Regions from separate parts of the Macaca mulatta genome. Here region 1 is linked to region 2. A link is a contact called in public Hi-C data. All regions are on one chromosome and are shown on one strand. Each heading gives the region's core, a stretch centred on a gene start, on an enhancer-like site or on the middle of the called end of the contact. The rest is flanking DNA. Distances are from core to core; before and after follow the strand shown. Region 1 holds the start of ZNF608 (zinc finger protein 608). Region 2 overlaps ZNF608 (zinc finger protein 608).

Region 1 (2,767 bases), core at 26-2,525, 87 kb before region 2:
TGTAGCTTCTAAAAATAATGAAGGTAACAATAAAAAAATTCAAAATTAAATGTACTCTAAAGGCTTAATATATGTAAATACATTAGCTTAAATATGTTAGCTGTTATAGTAAAACGCTAAACTTGTTATTTCATATTAACCTCTCTTATCCTGTGACCTGAGTCTCATTAACTTGGTTGCTGGCATTTGTCCTACAATAAATTGTAAAATATTTCTGTGTTTGTGGATTGTAGATGTAGCATTCAGAAGATTTATGACACCCGGTTCCCCAGCAGTAGGGTGAAAGATTTGGGGGAAGAGGAATTCTGACCATTCCACAGTTTAAATATGTGTACTGGAACTGTTCAACAGTTAATCTTCCTAGTATATTTAACTTTCACAAGTCAATTTTTAAAAAGATGAGGCTGGCCCGAGGTGTTACTATGATTAGCTAGGACCTTATTTTAATATTTTTTCTTTTTTGGCGTCAATAACACCAGGTGGAAAAGATTTGTTACTAATTCCAGGGAAGAATCATTCACATAGTGTTGGTTAAATGGTCGCCTGCATTCACACTTCAGTGCTTGTAGACCAGAGCCCTGGAAACAAAAGGGTTACTTGTTTCCCCACCATCGCCTTTACCCGCAGATCGATTTTTCTTATTTAATCAGCGAGTAAAAAGAGAGACACAGGGAAGAAAAAGAAAAAAAAAAAAAAAAAAAAAAATTGCAGGAAGGGCAAAGTGGTGGGGGGAGGGTTGAAAGCCAGAAGCTGCAATACAGAAAATCAGTCTTGGGAGTTGGACTGCGGAGTCCTTGGAACAAGGAAGGGAAGCCAGCAAAATGCTCGCAGTCATTTCCACACAGCCAGCCTCCCTTTTCTCCTCGCTACGCGCTAGTGGCTCATTTGGCTTCTCTCTGCCACCGAGCGATCACATACATTATTTCCCCCAAGATAACACAATCAAACTTGTATTTACCGACATCCTCTCCTCGCAGCCTGTTTGAGATTTGTTTTAATAAATAAGTGTTTTATGTGAATGATGTAGTAATTGAAACGGGCGCACCATTTTTTTCCCTTCTTACTGCGGGAGGTTCCTCAACCCCAATCTGGTTGGAAAATAAAACGCTTTGTCTCCACAACCACCCCCCACAGCACCCCCACCCGCTCTCAGTGTGTGTTTTATACGTGTGTATATCTCAACCCCCTACAGTAGCCAAGAGAAAGCAGCTAGCCAATGAGAGAGCCCAGTTTCATAAAAGCTGCTCTCTGATTGGCCCGATGCGAAAGGGCACTGGGAACAAAGAAAAGTCCCTTTCAGGTATAGAGGCTGAGAGCTTCTTTTGCTCCACTCCCCCTGTGTGTGTGTTGTGTTTCAGTCCTGATTTCAGTGTTGCAGAACAAGCTTGTTGTGTGTGTGCACCAGGGGGATTTTTGTTTTGCTTTTCTTAAATTTTAATTTTTGCTTTTATAAAACATACACAGGCCGGTCTGTGACATTTGATGGTCCATCTTCTTTAATAATAAATTTGTTGAAGAGATTATAATTTCCAAAATAAAGCGGCTGCAACCAAACACATTCAATGCAGTTAGAAGGAAAAGGTCAACTCCATCCAATACAGACCGTAAGTACGGTTGCGTGGTGTGTCTCTATATAGCACTTAGCGGGGACTTCATGCAGGGGAATGTGCGAGTTTTATGCATAGAAATGAGGAACTAGTTACAGGGTTTGGCTTTTGCATTTAGAACAACAACCCAAGAAGGGTGAATTTTATTCAGTGGAGGGTGAAGCATTTGTAACTTCACACAAATTAAGCTTGACTGGGCACTCGGGGTAACTTAGAGTAAATTAGCTTTTGGGCTCTAACCCAAAGGAGAATAAAAGTGACACAGTTACATATCCTGGTCTGCAGTGTCAATTCTCTAGCTCACCTTACTCCCTCCCTCTTCTGTCCTAGCTGGGCAGACCCTTCTCCCAAACCGATCCAGGAAAATGGGGGCAAGGGCAGAACAAGCCGATTTCTCTCTCCTGTCAGCTCCCAGTGCCCGATAATTTAAAATTAAACAAGGGAATAGTCACTCATTACGTGTAATGGTTATAATTACCATTCGCCATCTCCTTGAAAAAGCAAGCAACAAAAATACCATTAAGAGAAAAAATAAAAGCCCGACCCAACCCAAACAAACCCCCAAATAGTAACAATGGTGTGTTTATTACAGGACCAGGCTGGTGAGCAAGCAAAAGGTTTTTCTTTGTTTAATACATGAAGTGGGGGTCCCTAAAATCCAAGTAGCTCGGAGGTACCCTTCTCCCTCCCCCAGGCGTCCCCGTCCCTGGCCCCCTGGGAAAGCTGACAAATTGGAGATAAGTTGAAAGGTTTATAAAGTGTTTCTTTAAAACATCTGCTTTGCTCTTGTGCTCATTACATTTCACTCCTTCCGAACTTCGGAGATCCTAGATCTCCGAGAAATGTTTCACATTCATAACTTGTAGCTTCGCCCACTGCGGGGGGGCGGGGGGAGGAGGTTGGGGGAGTGTGTGCAGGGGGAGGGGAGAGACCTACAGCTTTTTTTTTTAAAGACCAGATCAGTATTTTCTTGATACGCTTGTCACCATTTTTGTTCTCACGACAACCAATTGAGCCCTTGATCCTCACGTGATGTGAAAGGCTTGCACTGTAACAAAATCGCTCCTTTTAGATGGTTGGTTGTTACTAACTCGCCCATCCCCCTCTCCCAGCCCCGACATTTCCAGCAAAGCGACTCTCCACTTCCAATCCATCAACAA
Region 2 (2,770 bases), core at 51-2,550:
TCTTAGAGTCAATCCATTATCCAGCACACAAATGGAACAGAATTTAAAATGGCTTTCTGCTCACTGGTTTGGGAAAGTGTGCACTAATTCATATATACTAATTCATATGCTGAGATGTACTAAATAAAGTATTAATAGCATAATACTTTGGCTAAATGTCAAAGTCTTTTGTGGCTGAAAATTTCTCAATCGAAAGCTGTGTATAAAACCAAATCATTTGATTTTTGTGCTTTTTCCCTGAACCCAAGAAATTTGATTTCCAAAATGTCAACATGTGCTTTCGCCCTTGAAGCATTCACATTCTAGCCTGTCGTTCACCACTTGGAACAGCAAGGTTTTGCGGGGTGGGGCAGGTTTGCTGCGTGCTGTGTGGTAGGCCGGGTCTGTGTCCCTGGTGCAGTGAGCAACAGACCTGGATGCTCTGGTGTGTACCTTCTACAGCCACACCACTGGCCTTTCCCTCCTGTCTCCCCTGAGAGGCCTGTTTGGGTAAGAAGAGATAATGGGCTGCCTGTTTTCGCTTTCAAAGAAAACCGGAAAGCCTTTGGACCAATAATTCTGCCACCCCTTTAGAGTGCTGAATTTCTTCAAAGGAAGCCTGAGTGGAATGCTGTACTCTTCACCCTGAGGCTATCCAGTCTGTTGCTGGCTGCTCACAAATAGAGCTACCAGTTTCCGCTGAAAAAGATCTTTAGTTATTTTAAGCAAAGGACCTCAGAAGGAAAAATAGGTTTCTACCTCATTCTTCCATCAGGCATTTTCCTGCCCTATATACTAATCCCCACAGATATTTGCCATGAAAAAATTTATTTATTGTTCCAAGTGCCAACCCCCAAGTGTTAGCATAGTCCAGCCAAACATTCTGTTTGCATTGGTATTAGATTTACTGGTTCAGGGACCGTGGCAAGTACAAATCAGATTTTTGTCTAGAAGTGTGTGTGTGTGTGTGTGTGTGTGTGTGTCTGTGTGTCTATGTGTGTCTGTAACTCTTGAGAGAATTACAAGGCAACCTGCGAGGATGCTGAAATATTTGGTCAGGTTTTCTTTCAGTGAAGAGAGGTGTATAAGACACACCCTGACAATGAGCAGCAATTAACAGTGCATTACTTTCTGGAAAAGACTTGAAGTCGGCTGCCCTACAGGTCAGAGTCAATAAAGACTGAGTTACTAACAATAGCCTTTCTCTCGCTAAAGCCTTGGACTTAACCCTAACTTCATCAGAGCAGAGAATAAGAGAATAATGTGAACAATAGGAGTCTTGGAGGTTGACTTGGGCCTAATGCACAGAGGCAGTAAAAGCTGTCAGAGAGCGTGATTGATTGGCTTACACGCCTTAGTCCCCAGTGCGAAGCACTAATGTTCCTGCCTCTTCTGAGAGGGCTGATGTGCCACCTGGGGTCAGAACTTATCAGCCTGTGGGGCTAATGTTTCAGACGAGGCCAAAGTGCAGTCAATAATTTATACGGAAATTTGTGCTCAGATTCGCAAGGAAAGCAGGTTTTGACTTGAATTCGTCCTCAGCCATCCAAGAAAGAAGTCAGAGCCAACTTCAGATCTTCCTGCTAACACCGCTGCTGTGTATATTAATAATACTTAAGACAAATGTTAATTGAAGAAGATAATTTAATCATGAAATATTTATTTAGCAGTTAACATCTGGAGCCAAATTTCAGGAGTTTCGGAATTGATCAGTGAAATGGGGAAAGGAAACAGCAGCGATTTTGAATTCATGAAAAAACAAAATCACCTCTAGAATGTAATAACCAGGTCAGGTTAAATCAGAGTGACTTCGGAAACTATTAAGTGTCCATGGGGAGCATCGGTTTACAGGCCCTGAAATTGAGGTTCATGGTACTGACAACATGGAGAGAAATGTTAGGTGATATCAAGGACTAGAAGAGATATAAATATCGGAGAGGAATTAGATTTCAATTAGATGCCTTGAACCCTTCATCCTGTTTGCAGAGAACGGTTAGCTGGCTGTGTGTGACTGTGTGTGTACAGACGATCTCCGTGTCTGCGTAAACACACGTATTTACACACAGAGTATATAGAAATAGACAGTAAAGCAGTGACACCAAGCAGGCTGGTCAATCAATAACCAACTAAGTTTTGTTCTGCTCCAGCAAAATGACGACTTTGCTCCAGTAAGTGCTAACAAAGGCCCTTTTACCTTCCCTGTGCTGGAGGAGAGCACTATTAGTCACACTTCATTAGGCTTGTTTACAGAAAAGAGCTGGTCTCTAAGCACGTTATTGAAATACTTGTAACTCTGTGGGGCTTTTTTTTTTTTTCTTCCCTGGAAGATAAGAACTTTGGAATGTGGAATGGGGGAGGGTGGGAAGGCAGCCTCTGAGTGCTGTCAAGAAAACTGGCGGGTCCAGGTGGGAACTGGAAAGATGAGTTCACGTTTAACCTGCTCCGTCCATCTGCATCCCCAGAGCCTTGCTGCAGAGTCTCATTTCTGTTGTCACAGTACTGGGGAGCTTTAATTTTGCCTTTTGTAATTTAGACCAATGTCAGGCATTCAGTTAGCTGTAGCTGTTCCTGAAAACATGAAATGAGGTTTCCTTACCCTGAAACAGTCCAGAGATGAGGCTTCAGTGATTTAGAACTGCATTTCTCAGTTGACTTTACTGCTGAGTAGTCAGAGGAAATGTTTGCTTTAAACAATGGATGGGTTAGGAAAGATAACTTTTACATCGGTTGAAATTGGCAGTGGGTGTAGAAATAATAAAAGAAGTCCCTCAGGTTGGAATTGGTAGGCCTT

Evidence for each region. A called contact is a pair of places that touch in the nucleus more often than the background predicts.
Region 1: a Hi-C map of sperm shows a contact between it and region 2, with 2.8 times the contacts expected there. The contact joins the promoter of ZNF608 here to the enhancer-like site in region 2. A contact is called at or near these places in 4 of 14 Hi-C or Micro-C datasets (fetal cortex germinal zone, fetal cortical plate, liver and 1 more).

The regions. Positions count from the first base shown.
Region 1 is chr6:133,677,395-133,680,161 of T2T-MMU8v2.0, reverse strand. ZNF608 (zinc finger protein 608) reads left to right here and starts at 1,275. Exons shown (of 10, transcript XM_078004481.1): 1 at 1,275-1,604.
Region 2 is chr6:133,590,156-133,592,925 of T2T-MMU8v2.0, reverse strand. All of the region lies in intron 3 of ZNF608 (zinc finger protein 608), which reads left to right. Among named protein-coding and RNA genes, the nearest start is that of ZNF608, 87 kb to the left of the region's middle. Within about 2 kb of position 1,300, at least 6 of the 40 cell types and tissues checked have an H3K27ac peak or open chromatin away from gene starts, as enhancers often do.